Linked DNA regions of Gossypium hirsutum: region 2 is linked to region 1. A link is a contact called in public Hi-C data. All regions are on one chromosome and are shown on one strand. The core of a region is the stretch at or near the end of the contact, and the rest is flanking DNA. Distances in the headings are between cores, read along the strand shown. Region 1 holds the start of LOC107930653 (ATP synthase subunit d, mitochondrial). Region 2 holds the start of LOC107937214 (serine/threonine-protein phosphatase PP2A catalytic subunit).

What was found. A called contact is a pair of places that touch in the nucleus more often than the background predicts.
Region 2: a contact with region 1 is called in a Hi-C map of leaf, with 1.7 times the contacts expected there. The contact joins the promoter of LOC107937214 here to the promoter of LOC107930653 in region 1. A contact is called at or near these places in 2 of 34 Hi-C or Micro-C datasets (both in leaf).

The regions. Positions count from the first base shown.
Region 1 is chrA01:44,217,895-44,222,147 of Gossypium_hirsutum_v2.1, reverse strand. LOC107930653 (ATP synthase subunit d, mitochondrial) reads right to left here and starts at 1,282. Exons shown (of 5, transcript XM_016862345.2): 1 at 948-1,282; 2 at 643-724. The coding sequence starts at 1,118. LOC107930633 reads right to left here. Exons shown (of 4, transcript XR_005925593.1): 3 at 3,840-4,015; 4 at 3,061-3,549.
Region 2 is chrA01:44,503,154-44,507,825 of Gossypium_hirsutum_v2.1, reverse strand. LOC107937214 (serine/threonine-protein phosphatase PP2A catalytic subunit) reads right to left here and starts at 2,506. Exons shown (of 6, transcript XM_016870069.2): 1 at 1,819-2,506; 2 at 827-941. The coding sequence starts at 2,071.

The DNA of each region.
Region 1 (4,253 bases), core at 33-2,532:
AACCTGAAAATCATCTAGTTCATTGGTTGAGTAACATTGTTCTTTTCTTTTCTTTTCTTTTTGTAACAAATAAAGGTCTGAGTTAAAGGTTATTTTACATCAAACATCCAAAGCATAGGAGTAATGAGAATCATAGTTGTTCTATAGAAACTTTTACAGCGTTTTGGACAAGAATCTGGTTTATATACAACAAGAATCACGTTTATATACAATATTAAGAACTTACCTATAAAAAATATAACAATCGATGAACACAACATCCTTATAGGCAATATGGCCATCGGAATAGGTTTAACAAAGATAAAAAATATCCACAATCGAAGAATGGATGACAGAATTAAATTCCACACTTCACTAATTATTTTGAGACAATAAAAACGAAAAAGGAACATTGTAGCTAGTCAAGGTGACCATATCATCATCCGACTCATAAAATTATCATCTCATAACAGGAAGCACAGCTTAAACAACAGTTAATTCAATTCACAAATCGAGGAAACTGCAACCATGTGAAGACTTCAAACATGAGGTAAGTAGACCATTTTTATGCTTTTAGGAACCCTACAACAGATCTAAGAATAAAGGGGGCAACTAGGAAATAGTATAGAATGAAAACTCAACCATGACAGAAAAAAAACTTACTCTCATAAGCCTCTTTGTACATATCCACCAATCGCGAGCCGATTCCTTTTCTATAATATTCCCAATCGATAGGCTCAGGTTCCTGCTTAACAGAATCAGATTATCACCAAGAAAGTTAATACAAGCATCAAATGAAAAATCACCCTTAATGACAAATAGAAGCTTCAAAAATGATTATTTATTTCAATAAATAACATTAATCAACCAAAAAAAAGACTAAAACCCTAAAGATCTAATTATAGATTAACCCAAAGGTCCTAAGTTATTAAAAAAACCTGAGATGGGAGAGAATAGAAAACCCTAACCTGGCTGAACTTGGTCTGTAAAGTGGAGTTAACTTCATCGAAAGTGCGACGAAGAGTGGCGAACTCTTTGCGAGCCTCATCGGAGACCAAAAGCTTCGCCATCCCTTCCCAATCAATGCTCTTTCCTGCTTTGAAAGCCACATCTACTACTTTCTTTCCTGCTCCGCTCATTTTCTCGCACTTTCTCGCTTCCCAAACGTAATATTTTTTTCTCCACAACTTTTTTGGAGATGACTGATGAAGGCTGCTGCTTCTTGTTTAGGGAAATGAAATAATAATCTTAAATGGGCATTTTGATGTTTAATTGTGGACAAAATTGGAATTTTGAGAATTTTAAGATGGACCGGTTCGATGTACTTAGTTTGGGCTTAATCCAAATACCTCTGGTCCGACCCATGATAGATCGGGCTTATGTGTCAACCAATTAGAAGTTTTGGACCGGGTTCATTAATTTATAAAACTCTTGCTTAAAACACACGCAAAAAAAAAATATATATATATATATAAACTTTTTATATTATTAATATTTTAATAATTTATCTATCACGCCTATTCAGTTTGGTATAAATTAAAAAAATTTAACTATTTATTTTATATGAAAAAACCTTTCAATCATTATATATATTGACAATATTTTAAAATTGATAAGATGAAATATATAATTGATTTTATATACATAACAAGTACAAATATATTAAAAAATTTAATTGTTAGATTATTGAAACATTAATTATATAAAAAATTATGAAAAAGTGTAAAATTACTGATGTAAATAAATTCCTCTCTTGTGAAAAAAATGTTTAAAAGGCGAACAATCCGCCATCAATCTAATAAGGTGGGCTCAACTTAGATTAAGCATGGAAAAAAGGATTTTTTTGACCTCTAACAAATTTAACCTGACTCGAATTACTATTTATTAATGAAAATATATTTCATTTAAATTTAATTACAAAAATATTAAGAGTTTTTTTTTAAAATTTCAAATGATTTAATAGTTTGACAAAAAATTATATCACATTTTATTTTTAAATTTAATTCACGGATTGAGATAGTCTGATCCAAGTTCGGTCTGGGCTTAAGCATGATATTAACACACTTTATATTTGCTCAAACCCTGCTTGGCTCGAAATACAAGTTTAAAATTTTACCCAAGCCCATCCATATTTTAAAAATTTTATATACTTTTTCATTTATTAAAATTTTATATAAAATTATCTTAACATTTTTTAATGTTTATATTATAGTAGTATTATATATTATTATAGATTTAATTTTTATGTGTTATACATTATATAATATATAAAAGTAACATAATATAAAATATTACAAATTTAAAAATAGGTTGGATCAAGCTCAAGTCTTGAATGCTCAAGTCCAATCCATATTTTAAACGGGCCAATTATTCTTGCACAAACCCTCCCAAATTTCAGATAGGTCTTTAAGTCTAAATAAATAGCTCGACCCATGAATAAATTTACTCAGGAGCTGCTTATGTTTACGATATCCTTTTTATTTTTATTTTGAGCTAAAAATATTAAAAGCTTAAGGCTAAATGCTTAAATTAGAATGTAACATTTTAAGAGTTGCTCATTTAAGGATTAAACCTTTCAAAATGATCATATAAAGACTTAACCTTCACAAAAATCTTTAAATAAGAATTTTTCATGCACTTCAATCCAGTTTATAGTAAAAATTAAGTAAAGTTGACAGGTTTAGAATAAAACACATAACTACTGCATAAAAAGGAAAAAAAATAAAAACATAATTTAAAACTTCGTATATGATAATTGAGAAACAATTTTGAAAGATTTGACAGAGCATTTTATAAAAGATTAAACCATTATATGACCATTTTAAAAGATTTAACTTTACATGAACAACCTCTAAAATGTTGAGCTCAATTTGAACATTTAGCCAATTGTTGACTGAATTCCAAATAGTTTTTTTTTTTTAATATCATTACAAATTGAAAGAAAAAGAACCTTTACTATCATACAATAATTTTATCATTTTATAATTCTAAATGTGATTATGTCAACGAATTTAAAATAAATTAAAAAAAGAAGAAGATAATATTAAATTTCATAACTGCGTATAAAATATAACAAGAAAATCATAAATAAGTTTGCATTTTACTCTATTTTTAGCTTATAACATTGTTCGTGACTTTTACCAAAAAAATCTGGATACCTATACGTTTTCATCATAATAGCATTCATTAACCTTAGGAATCCAAGATTATCCAAACTCGAAAAATCCAACTGTCAAATTTGAAATGACCCAATTTGAACTAAAAAAAAAAAAATCCAAACCTAATATTTTTAAAACTCAAAATGATCGGACCCAAACCAACCAGACCCACCCATAACGGCATTCTCCGCTTATTCAGCACCAACTTCGACGGTTCCTAATCATCATCATCAGTAAGAACAAGTTACACGCAAAGACAGCATCAATGGCAGAACCCAATGCTGCCCCAAGTTCTAAGGACTTGGGTCATTCAGGGGATTTGTTGTTGATAAACTATCTTCCGTGAAACAAACATTCAATACGAAAAAATCTTCCACTGAACAAATAGACCCTAAATGCTAGCAATTGATTTCTGTCAGTAAGAAGAATACTTTCAATCATGTTATCTTGTGTCTTGAAACATGCAAAACTCATGATCATGGTATTGACAAAACAACCACAACAGGAAAATTACTGTTGGGAAATCGAAATATATGAAAGCCAAACTCTAACAAGAGGACTATGCTCACGATGAAAACCTCGTTACTTTCAAGAGTTTTGATTAAAAAATACAACACATCATGCAGAACATCTTGGATAAAGATAAATCAAGAATTTGTCTCATAAAAACTAACATATGATTTATATGAAATAAAATGATACCTGATGAAGAATTTTATTCTCCCCTAGACAAAGAAGAAGATGAAAATTATTATCCACCGACATCAAGGCTGATAAACCTCAGGAAGCTTGAGACCAACACTTGCAGCTGATTTTCCAAGTATTCTTTTCATTTCATCTGACCTATCAACCGCTATGTTGTATGAGAACAATAAGTCCTGCCAAATAAGTAGCAAAACCGGAAGCAAATCACATTCGTTTCTTTCAGGAAACTTCTTGCATTCAAAAGCACAAAAATGAAGCATTCGGTGGTAGCATGGATTGATACAAGTTACCGTAGTCCATACAAGCAGCATGAGAAAAAAATCAGGGACACTATAGCTATATTCCCATTAGAAAAACCAATGAACAAGCATCTTAAAGCCTTCTATTAATCCTTGGCCGAAAAGAAAGGCT
Region 2 (4,672 bases), core at 1,257-3,756, 280 kb before region 1:
TTTTCATGTTTTTGAAGGGTCTTTCAGAGGATCAAATCTCCATACTATATGCCAAACACAGGTACTTCAAAAAAGAATGAAGAGTCAAGGTAATATAGGTGAAACGCATACTAAATGGAAAAGGCAGAGAGGGGGTTTTGACATCATAAGTGCAAGGTGGTTGGCCCCAATCTAACAGTTCATAAACATGCTTCTCGTGCAAGACTAAATTGAGAGCATATCATCAGAACATTGTGAATGGCCAATAATTAATAATTAGCTAACAACTGATCATGTGATTTGTTTCAAGACAGATTTTACTAATCAAACCAAAAGCCCATCTCTAACATGCATGTGACATGGACGTGCATGTTAAATCCTCCCAGGGATTTATGAAATTAGCAAAACAACTCAAACAAATATAAGAAGTAATTTTAAGATGATTGATTAACTAAAGCTGCTCAATTGCTGTATGTTAATTGTTAAATCCTCCCACACAAAATATGAAAATAGCAATAAAAACTCGGTCAAATATAAGAAGTAACTCCAAGATGATTGATCAACTAAACTTGCTCAATTACAAATATCCAAATTAGTTAAGCACCCCCCAATTTAAATAAATTCTTTCACAAATCCTGAAGACCTTTTAAGTCAGTCAGCTTAACAAAGACCAAACAGGGTAGAAAGGGGTAAGGAGGGAATAATTGTTAAACCTCATGATTAAATTTTGTAAGCACTTATTGTAACTTAACCATTGGATCAACAATGTTTTATCCTACACCCCTTTCATCCTTCGTACCAAGAAAACCTAAAATGTTAGAAGGAAATGCAGGTGAAAAGATCTTACACTTGTGTAATCTGACGGCTCTCGTGATTTCCTCTAAGAATTGTGATTCTATCTCTATAACGGACTTTTAGTGCCACCAAGAGTGTGACAGTCTCAACCGAGTAGTACCCACGATCTGCATATATGCAATAAGGTTAAAATAAAATCCCTTTCCAATTCATAAATATGGATTTGCATACAGCAGAAATTATATAGGCACTATAAAATCTCCTGACTTCTACCTACATCCCACTCCATTCACCATCTAAAAGCTTTAGACAAGGTAGCTACAACTTCACATTTATAAGGATTGACGCAATAGTGGCTATTATTTCTGGTACATAGAAAAATTCCCTAAAAAGCTGAAAGTCCAAACTTAGTCCAAGAACTTAGTCTCACAGTACAACTCCACCTCAGAGGTAAGATACTAATCAAAAAGACTGCCAACAGCTTAGACCAAGCAGGGCAAGCTCAAACACCATTCCTACCCAAAATTCTCAGCAGTTTTAAGCATCTAAGGGGCGATGCTGAAAGGCATTTTTGTTTTCTCAATTTTAGTAACATGATAATATAACACGGAAGCTACCACTGTTATGCTATTCTATGGAGCATTTTTTTTTGTTCATTTTGCTATTATATTATCAGTCTTGTTAATTATCAGGCATATCGATGGTTAGGATAATAAGTTACCCTAGAATTTTAATTTAACACTAGGATTAAAAATTTATTTGCAATCCTACTATAAATAAGGTGTAAAATAGATTTACGGCCAACCTATTATTTTCTAATTAATAGATTTCAAAAACTAGAGGTTTATCGAACCTTATGTTTTTCATGAGTTCCAACTCTTAAAACAAAAACAAACTCAGCAAATATTATTCAGAAAATTAAAAGAAAAAAGAGGAAGGACGAGGAAAACGGACAGCTCTTAAATCAATACAACAGACTTCAAATAATCCACCAAAAAGTTAAAAGAACAGGGAAAGAACCCTATGAAAAAGTGACAAACATACCTACATAATCTCCCATGAAGAGATAATTTGTATCAGGCGCATTCCCTCCTATCCGAAACAGCTCTATTAGATCGTAAAACTGTCCATGAATATCTCCACATACCGTTACCGGACACTTCACAGGCTGTACGTTCCATTCCTCCACTAGTATTGCTCGTGCCTGCTCGCATAACGCCTTCACCTCCGCCTCAGACAGCGGCTTACACTCCATCAGGTGCTCGATCTGACGATCCAGATCTCCCTGAGACGGCATCCTTGTTCCTCCACCGTCCGAACACCCAATTCCCCCTTTCACCACTGACCGCAAAATCGTGGAAAAAGATAAACAAACACAAAGAAAAAAAAAGCGGTCGGATCGGTTGATTTTGATCCGCCAAGCGTTGGTGGTTACTTATTTGGATCGCAGCGCTGCTTAGAAATGAAAATGCTAAAAGAGGAGAATAAAAATAAAGGGAAACGAGCAGTCTGAAATGAAACTCAAATGCAAAGGCAAATGAAATGGCAAATTTTAGCCCTTTTTTAATTATTATAATTTTTGTTTGGTTGAAAATTGAAATCTCCCATTTTTGCAATAATTGGAATTAATAATTCCAAGTATTTGTTGTGGTGAGTGATCTTCAGACTCCCCCGGTGGCTCAGCCCAGTCAAAAATCTAGAGGAAGCGACACCTGTACCTTGACAACTTTTTCTTTCGAACTCATTTCATTTACTTATTTGGCTTTATAAGTTTTCAACCTTTGCAATTGGCCCCTTTTTCTACTTTTTTTTATTTAAATATGCCAGATCTGACAAAGGGTTGGAAAAGATTTTTGAATCTTTCCTTGAGTGAGTATTCTAAGATGCTGGGTTCATCTATTTTCATTTTGAGACATTAAGTCTTTATTCTTTTTTATTTAAAAATTGTAATTCATTTGTCTACAATTATAAGGAAACTAGAATCACTTATTTTAATCATCAATGTTTACAATTTTATCTTTATATTTCAAACATACAAAAAAATTTCAAAAAATAAAATTTTTATATTTTCAATAAAAATCCTAAATTTTTAAAAAAAGCACACAATTTTTTTAAATAATGCATGTACTATTCCATTAACTACTACCTCTCTTATAAAAATCAAATAAAAGCTTGAAAATACTTGAGATTTAAAATTGTTGAGTCAATTAAATAAATTCTTATGAATGTAGTAAAGTTAATTTGGAGGTTTAAAAATTAAGTTGAAATTATTTAGGAAAAATCCATTGGTAAATGGAAGTGTTTGCGACCGAAATCGAGCTTCACTTCAACGAGCCCAAAATTCTCAAAATAATGTAGGAGCCCTACCTAAGGGCTAGGTATTAATCTCTGAGCCACCATGTTTTATACCTAAGCGTAGGTATCGGTACTTAGGTGCCAGGTATAGGTGCCTGGTCTTATTTACCATAGCTTTTTATTGTCAACTTGAATCTAATACTTAAATGAGGGTATTGAAACTTAGACCCTTTGGATCAATTTTGTTATCATTGACTTGCAAAGTGTTGATAAAAAAAATAATAGTACTGATACCTTATAACAAGGGACCAAAATTTCCCTTAAAAGTCACCACAAACACACTCCAAATCCTTTTAAACAAATACTAACATAAAACAATTGCTATATCAATTTAAGGTATGAAATTTTAATCTCAAACACTTCCTAACATACTCTATCTAAAATCTGCATGAATATTTAGTCATCATAAAGCCTTAAATTTTTTAATTTTTTCTATACAAGACTTTTTTGAGAACTTTATTCGTGTATCCGATAAGAAAATTTATTTTTTACAAAATTAATTAATTTTAGATTGTTGGAAGTAATTAGAAATGATATTAAGCTATTTTTAAAGTTTTGAGCTTAATTGAGTAAGAATGCAAGTTGAAAGGTAAAATAGTAATTTTGTCGACAAGGATATTTTAGTCATTTGAAGAGAAATTATGATTAAATATTTGTGTTCGTAGATTTGTATGGTGATAAGATGATTTTTAGTATACTAAAACTCATTTTTGTCTTAAAAATAAACCATAACCACATGACATGATATTTATTTTACCTTTTGACCATACAATGATAATAGTATAAAAATGATAAAAAAGGGGAAATAACCTCCATTTTCTTTTTGTACTGGCTGACCATTTAGAAGAAAGAAGAAGCTCTCCATTTTCTTCTTTTCCTTCACCTCTTTTATATTTTTCTTTTCAAATCCATCACCATTTTCTTCTATTTTCTTACAAAATCCTTCATCATCATCATCATCATCATCATTTCACCATTATCTTCATCACCTACATCTAGGGTTTTGAATGGCTTATGAGCGAAAACTTGGTTAGAATGAGAAAGTGAATACTAAGGTGATTTTTCATGATTTTACATCATCTTGACATCTCATATCACATTTATGAGCATCCATATATTAGTTGAGTCATCCAAGTGACTATTTAATGTTGTTTGTTGATGATAAACTCAAATTAAGCAATGAACATGAAAGAACAAAGAAAATTAGACACAAATATTTATGTGGAAAAACTACTCTTAAGAGGATAAAGAATCACAAGCAAAAAAAATTCAATAAAATGACAAATATCGAAAGAGGAGTACAATATGGAAAACAAAAATAATCCCGAACCCAAAACACAAAGTTCTCTTGAAATTCTCACAAAACTCTTTCTTAATTGTGTTGTTGAACCAAACTCTCTAGGGTTGCTAAAAGCCCTTATTTATGTACTAAAATTTGTGGGCTAATCTGATTAAAATATCCTTAGAGTTATTAAAGTTCTACTAGAAAAAGATAGTCGAATTTAACTAGGAGAAGAAACTCGATTTAATAGGAAACACGTCA